Regions from separate parts of the Rattus norvegicus genome. Here region 1 is linked to region 2. The links are chromatin contacts, called in public Hi-C maps. All regions are on one chromosome and are shown on one strand. The core of a region is the stretch at or near the end of the contact, and the rest is flanking DNA. Distances in the headings are between cores, read along the strand shown. Region 1 overlaps Myo10 (myosin X). Region 2 holds the start of Myo10 (myosin X).

Region 1 (2,700 bases), core at 72-2,571, 110 kb after region 2:
CCTACAGACAGTGTCGTTACGTACAGGCAGGTGTGAGCTGTCCCAGTGTCAACCAAGGTCCTCTGCAAGAGCAATACGTGCCCTACCCTGCTGAGCTGTCTCTCCAGTCCCCTAAATTCTACTTTTTAATGGACATTTAAGTGGAAGCTTATGCTATCATAAACCTTAAGTATATGACGTTACATATATGTGACTTTAAAACTCATGTAAGGATTCCCCCACCCCCCATGTATTAATAAGGTTAGTGTGAATCCTTGGTTGGCCTTCTACATTTGACAGTGACCTTAGTGTCTCTCCCTCTCCCTCTCCCCTCCCCTCTGTGTGTGTGTGTGTGTGTGTGTGTGTGTGTGTGTGTGTGTGTGTGTGTATAAGGAGAGTTTAGCTTCTTGTGGTTCTTTTGAATGTGAGTGAACTCTGAAGATGGTAGAGCAGTGTCAAAAACAAAAATCACAACTCATTTACTTGTAGGTGCCATTGAGTCCTTGTCACAATTTAGGAGTTGAGGCAACCTTCAAACCATTAGGTAGAGTGAGAGTTCTCCCTGGGACAGAGCAGAACAGAGGAATTCCTGAGAGGGACAGGGAGTGAAACAGGAGAACCACACAGACTGGCTGATCCCAGGCTACCTTTGTAAGGGTTGAAGTGGAGGAACTTCCTGCTCAGATTGACCCAGACAGACTGGAGTCTCCTGATTTCAGTAAAACCTAGTTGAGCCTGGAGTTCATGTGCTTCCATAAGGCTTCAGTTCGATTGTGCAGCACTTGTCAGGAGTGACTCCATTTTGGTGTAATTTCGTCCTTCCTTCAGAGCCCTGTACAGAGCACAGTCCTAAACAATGCCCCCTATAATTCTGTCCTGGGTAAAACGCTAAGGCTGGCTTGTCTGTACTGCTTCACACTGGGACAGTGTGTGGTAAGCGGCCAGCCTTCACTGTCAGTCAAAGGGGGTGAGTAATCCAGAGGAAGTGTTGGCTCTTCGCTTACTTGCTGTTTGGAGTTTTCAAAAATGGAGCCATTTCTTAACCGTGTCTTCTGTATTGTGGGATGGTATGAGAATCACTGGGTTCTTGAGGTGTGGCTTGCTGGGTGCTGAGGAGAGTTGGCTGTTTGCTTGGAATGGGACTATGTGACACAGGCCATGGTCTGTGACTGACATACAGTAGGAAGCAGGTGAAGGACATGTGTATGGGTGAGGACAGTCTAGAATGGGACCAAACCCTGTGGAAAAGCTCCTCTTGTTATAAACCTCACAGAGGCTCGGAGAACCTTCTCTGTGGAGAGCATGAGGCTTGGACCTGGTGGATGACTGACGACAGAGATTTGAACTTTAGCCTCTGCTCCAACCGAGTGCTACGTCCTGCAGAAGCCATGATGCAAGGACTTTGTTTAACCTTTGGACATAGTCTTTTAGACGCTAGAGATGCCCCTTTAGTTAGCCATCAACTAGGAAATGACAGAAATTAGGTTTGATCTGATTTATGTTTTAAGAAAAAATGTGTTGTTTGGGAATTTGATTCATAGGAAGGGCGTTGCTTGATCAGCAGATGCAAACAGAGAAAGGGAGAATGTAAGGACCAGACATTGTAGGCATGCATGGATCTAGAACTACCAGCTGCAGTCTGTCCTGCTAGCAGCCCAAGCATGCCAGTGCATGGAGAGTCAGTTCCTGGAGCACAGTCTGCTGCTGGTGTTCACCCGCCTCCTTCCTGATTACAGAGCACAGCGCTCCCAGCTCTTTGAGCCTCACTGCCCTGAACACTTTGATTTCTTCTTTAGGTAATTTGGCATAATCAAAAGTATCCAGCTGTTACATGCTTACATGCTTGGGGGGATGTGCACATCAGGTTCCACGGCTGATTTTCTCTCCAGCTGTCTCACTCTCTTCGTCGAAGCAGGGTCTCTGATGTTTCTCCTGAGCCTACTCGATCCTGTCTCTTCCCTTCTCTACCTTTTTCCCCCCCTCAGAGTTTTCCTGGTCTCCCAATCCCAGCTGGGCAGCTTCTCCAAGTCCCCAGGTATCATTTCCTGGTACCTCACAACCTGGGTTGGGTTCTGAGTGCTCATGATGGTCACCCCAAAATATGCCCTTCCTCTCACAACTCTCTCTCATAGCTGCCCTATGCCAACGCTGAGGTCTGGAAGCCACTTTTTTTTTTTTCTTGGAGGTAGATTTGTTTTGTTCTCTCCAATGTAAAGTAAAACTATCAAAGTCAACCGCGCTGATTTCATGTGTACAGCGTGGTAACTTTGGACAGATGTGGAAACTGTTATCAGCATCCAGGTCGTCATGCTGGTAGGCTCATTGATACCCATATCTGTCCAGAGCCTCTCTGTCACATACTGCCCCACCTCCACCCCCAAGTCTGTCAGGGGTGCTGTGCATGCTCCCTGCCCAGCCCTAGGACTGAACTTCTACCTCAGAGTGTCAGAGGGTGATAACCTGGATTTAAGAAACCCTGTCTATCTCAATCAGGAAATGTCCCCAGTTTGTTTCTCTTGACTTTTGTTTGCTTCTTTTGTTTTTAGTCAAGGTCTTACATAGTAGCATCGGCCTTGCTAGGTAGGCAAGGATGACTGTGAACTTCCTGCATGTTTGTACAACTATTCCTGGTTTATGCAGTACAGGGAGTCAAATCCAGGTTTTCAGCACAATAGGCAAGAGCTCTACCTACTGAGCTATACTTCCAGTACCTGCCTCTTT
Region 2 (2,700 bases), core at 21-2,520:
CAGGTGAATAGGACATCAAGAAAAAGCCATAATATGCGATTAATCTTACAACATCTGAAATAAACCTAAGAAGCGAGTACCTAACCAGGCAGGGTGCAGCTTGGGAGAGTGAGGGTGTATCATTTCCCTGGAAAGTATCTTTCTCAAACTGCTAGCAGTTGACAAATCCCTTAAAGGGAACTTCTCAAGTCAGTTCATTGTTGTTCCCAGTATGCCAGTAAACAATCCGCTGCTAGACCAGCTGTGACTCCCGAGTAAGTAAGTCTGACTACACCCAGTGGTCGGTTCAAAGGGTTCATAGATCTAATACTTGGATTGTCTGGTCTTGCTAAACCGCTGCAGAAGGAAACTCCTTCTGCGCTGTTTGGAGTTAGCACCACCTTTGGAGGGCCATCTGGACTCCTTTTAGGAAAGCAGACTTAGGAATCCCAGTCTGTGCTACAGGATCCCCAGATTCCTGGCCATAATAAAGATGGAGGGGTTGTCTTGGTGAGAACCAGGGCTGATTCCTGGTGAACGAGAGCATTTACCCATCTCCCTTCCATCTGCTCTATTTCCTTTACGTCCAGAAAAAGAGGTTACAGTTTTAAGGTGCTATAGGACGCGTCCCCTTCCCGTGTACAAAACATTTCCCTGCGGCTATCACAAAACCGATTTGGGGCAGAGAAACTCGACACGGAAAAGCAGCTTTCAAAAGTTCAGATTCCTCTGTTTTCCGCTTCCTGTCCCGGGGATCGCACAACGGTAGAGCCGCACTGATGAGATCCACGTGGAGCAGGTTCTTGGGAGTGTCTAACATTCACCCCCGAAGGGCCCCCCTTCAATCACGCCTAACTATCTAGTCTCTAGAGGGAAGAGTCAAGTCATCTAATGGAGCCTAGACAAGTGTTGAGAAGAACCAGGAGAAGGACACGGCTCCAGGGATTCAGGGTTGATCTAGGTGGTAGCAGAATCCCGCGCGCCCGCCGCACTCAGGGAAGGCAGAGGGTAGGGCTCCTAGGGGCGGGGCCGCGCATCCGGTGGGCGTGGTCTGGGTGGTATTTGGGAGAGGGCGCGGCAAGTGAGAAGCCCGAGCAGGCTATAGGCGGGGCTACAGTGGGCGTAACCAGGCGCCAAGTGGGCGGGGTTGTGTGTAGTTGAGAGCAGGCGCTCAGTCTCCTCAGGTTCCGGGGGCGGGTCCAGGTCCAGAGGAGGCGTGGCTACGTGTCGGGGGCGGGGCTTGAGGGCGGGGCGGATAGAGCACAGGGGTAAGCGAGACCCAGGAGCTGGCGAGAGCCAGCCGCGCCTGGGGCCGGAGTGCTCACCGTTGTTGGCTTGCTGGTGATCCGCTGTCCTCCACCCAACCCCCTCTGGGACCGAGCGCCCCCGGCGGAGCTCAGAGGGAGGAAGGCGGGTCGCCAGCCCCTTGCCGCCCTCCCCCAGCCGGGGAAGAATGTGCCACCAGCTGTTCTCCGCCCGGGAGCACTTCGCCCAGAAGTGAGGAACTTGGAGGAAGGAGAGACAAAGGCTGCAATTGGGACGGAGGAGGTCCGAGACGAGGACAAAAGGTGCGGAGAAGCAGCAGCGACCGGGGGATGGCAGCGCGGCGGCTCCGCGGGCTGGAGTCGCCCCGAGGCGCACCGTGACACGCGTGGATTCCCGGGATCTGCCGCTGCTCTGACTTCCGCAACTGGAGCGGTGCTGGGAAGGTGCGGGCGCCGGAACAATGGACAGCTTCTTTCCCGAGGTGAGTGGCGGGGAGGACCTGGCTGAGACCAGGACCGGGACCCGCACACCGAGCGCGCCCCGGCCGGCGCCTGCGCGTCCCAGGAGGGGAAACTTTGTGGGAGTCTCCTGAAACCCCACTCCCTCCGCCGGCCCCGAGTCTAGGATGAGTAAGCCTAGGCAGGTTTGAGTTTGTCCTGCGCTCGCATGTCCCCGGGCGTGGGTGGCTAGCTGACACGCCGCGCCAGGTGAGTCCCCGGGCGCCGGGCGGGGGAGAGCTGCGGGGAGGTCGGCCCGGGTGCAGGAAACGCGGTAAAAGGCGCAGCCGGGACGTGCCTTGCTCCAAGAAAGGTCTGGGACTTCCTTTGCCGAACGTGCGGGCTTCCTGTGGCTTCCAGAGGAGCCGGCTAACGAAGTGTGAGCCGGCCGGCTGGCTCCAGTCAGTTAGTGCCCTGCCTCCCTGGGCCTTCAAGTTTGGGGTCCATACTTTACCAGCGCCGCTCAGGTCCGGTTTGCGGATAATTTCAGAGCACGAGACAGATGATCCTGTTTTTAATACCGTTTTCTTGGTAGATCGTGAATTCGAGTTTAAACAAAACTCGTTTAAGGCAAACAATGGTTATTTTAGAAGATGAAACCGATGCTCGCTTTAGGGTCTTTGAGGGCGGGACACCATAGTTACTTGAGACGGGACTTGAAAGTTTCCTTTTCCCCCTGGGATGGAGAGCCGCTCTGGTTTCTTGGCACCGATTCCTTTCTTGGTTGTGATTATTTAATAAATTCTGTTTAAGTTTTGAGGTTTGAAGTGGCTCAGAGTAAACTTAGCTGACTTGGGGGAGGCTGATGAGATTTTTGCTGAAAGTCAGGGTGATATTTTGTGAATCCAGGACAGCTTTGGAATCTTCCAGCAAACCAGAGTAGTGAGAGTTTGCCTCCCTCCGCTTTAGTTAACTTGCCTTAACAGAGTTAATTGGCTATAGTGTTTCAAGGTCTGAC

Evidence for each region. A called contact is a pair of places that touch in the nucleus more often than the background predicts.
Region 1: a contact with region 2 is called in a Hi-C map of kidney, with 4 times the contacts expected there. The contact joins the enhancer-like site here to the promoter of Myo10 in region 2. A contact is called at or near these places in 10 of 12 Hi-C or Micro-C datasets (the A7r5 cell line, the Rat2 cell line, Schwann cells and 5 more).

What each region holds. Positions count from the first base shown.
Region 1 is chr2:77,941,545-77,944,244 of GRCr8, forward strand. All of the region lies in intron 4 of Myo10 (myosin X), which reads left to right. Among named protein-coding and RNA genes, the nearest start is that of Myo10, 110 kb to the left of the region's middle. Within about 2 kb of position 1,322, at least 6 of the 93 cell types and tissues checked have an H3K27ac peak or open chromatin away from gene starts, as enhancers often do. A contact at or near this core is called in hepatocytes, kidney and liver, where this site is marked.
Region 2 is chr2:77,830,262-77,832,961 of GRCr8, forward strand. It overlaps Myo10 (myosin X), which reads left to right and starts at 1,271. Exons shown (of 41, transcript NM_001401822.1): 1 at 1,271-1,726. The coding sequence starts at 1,706.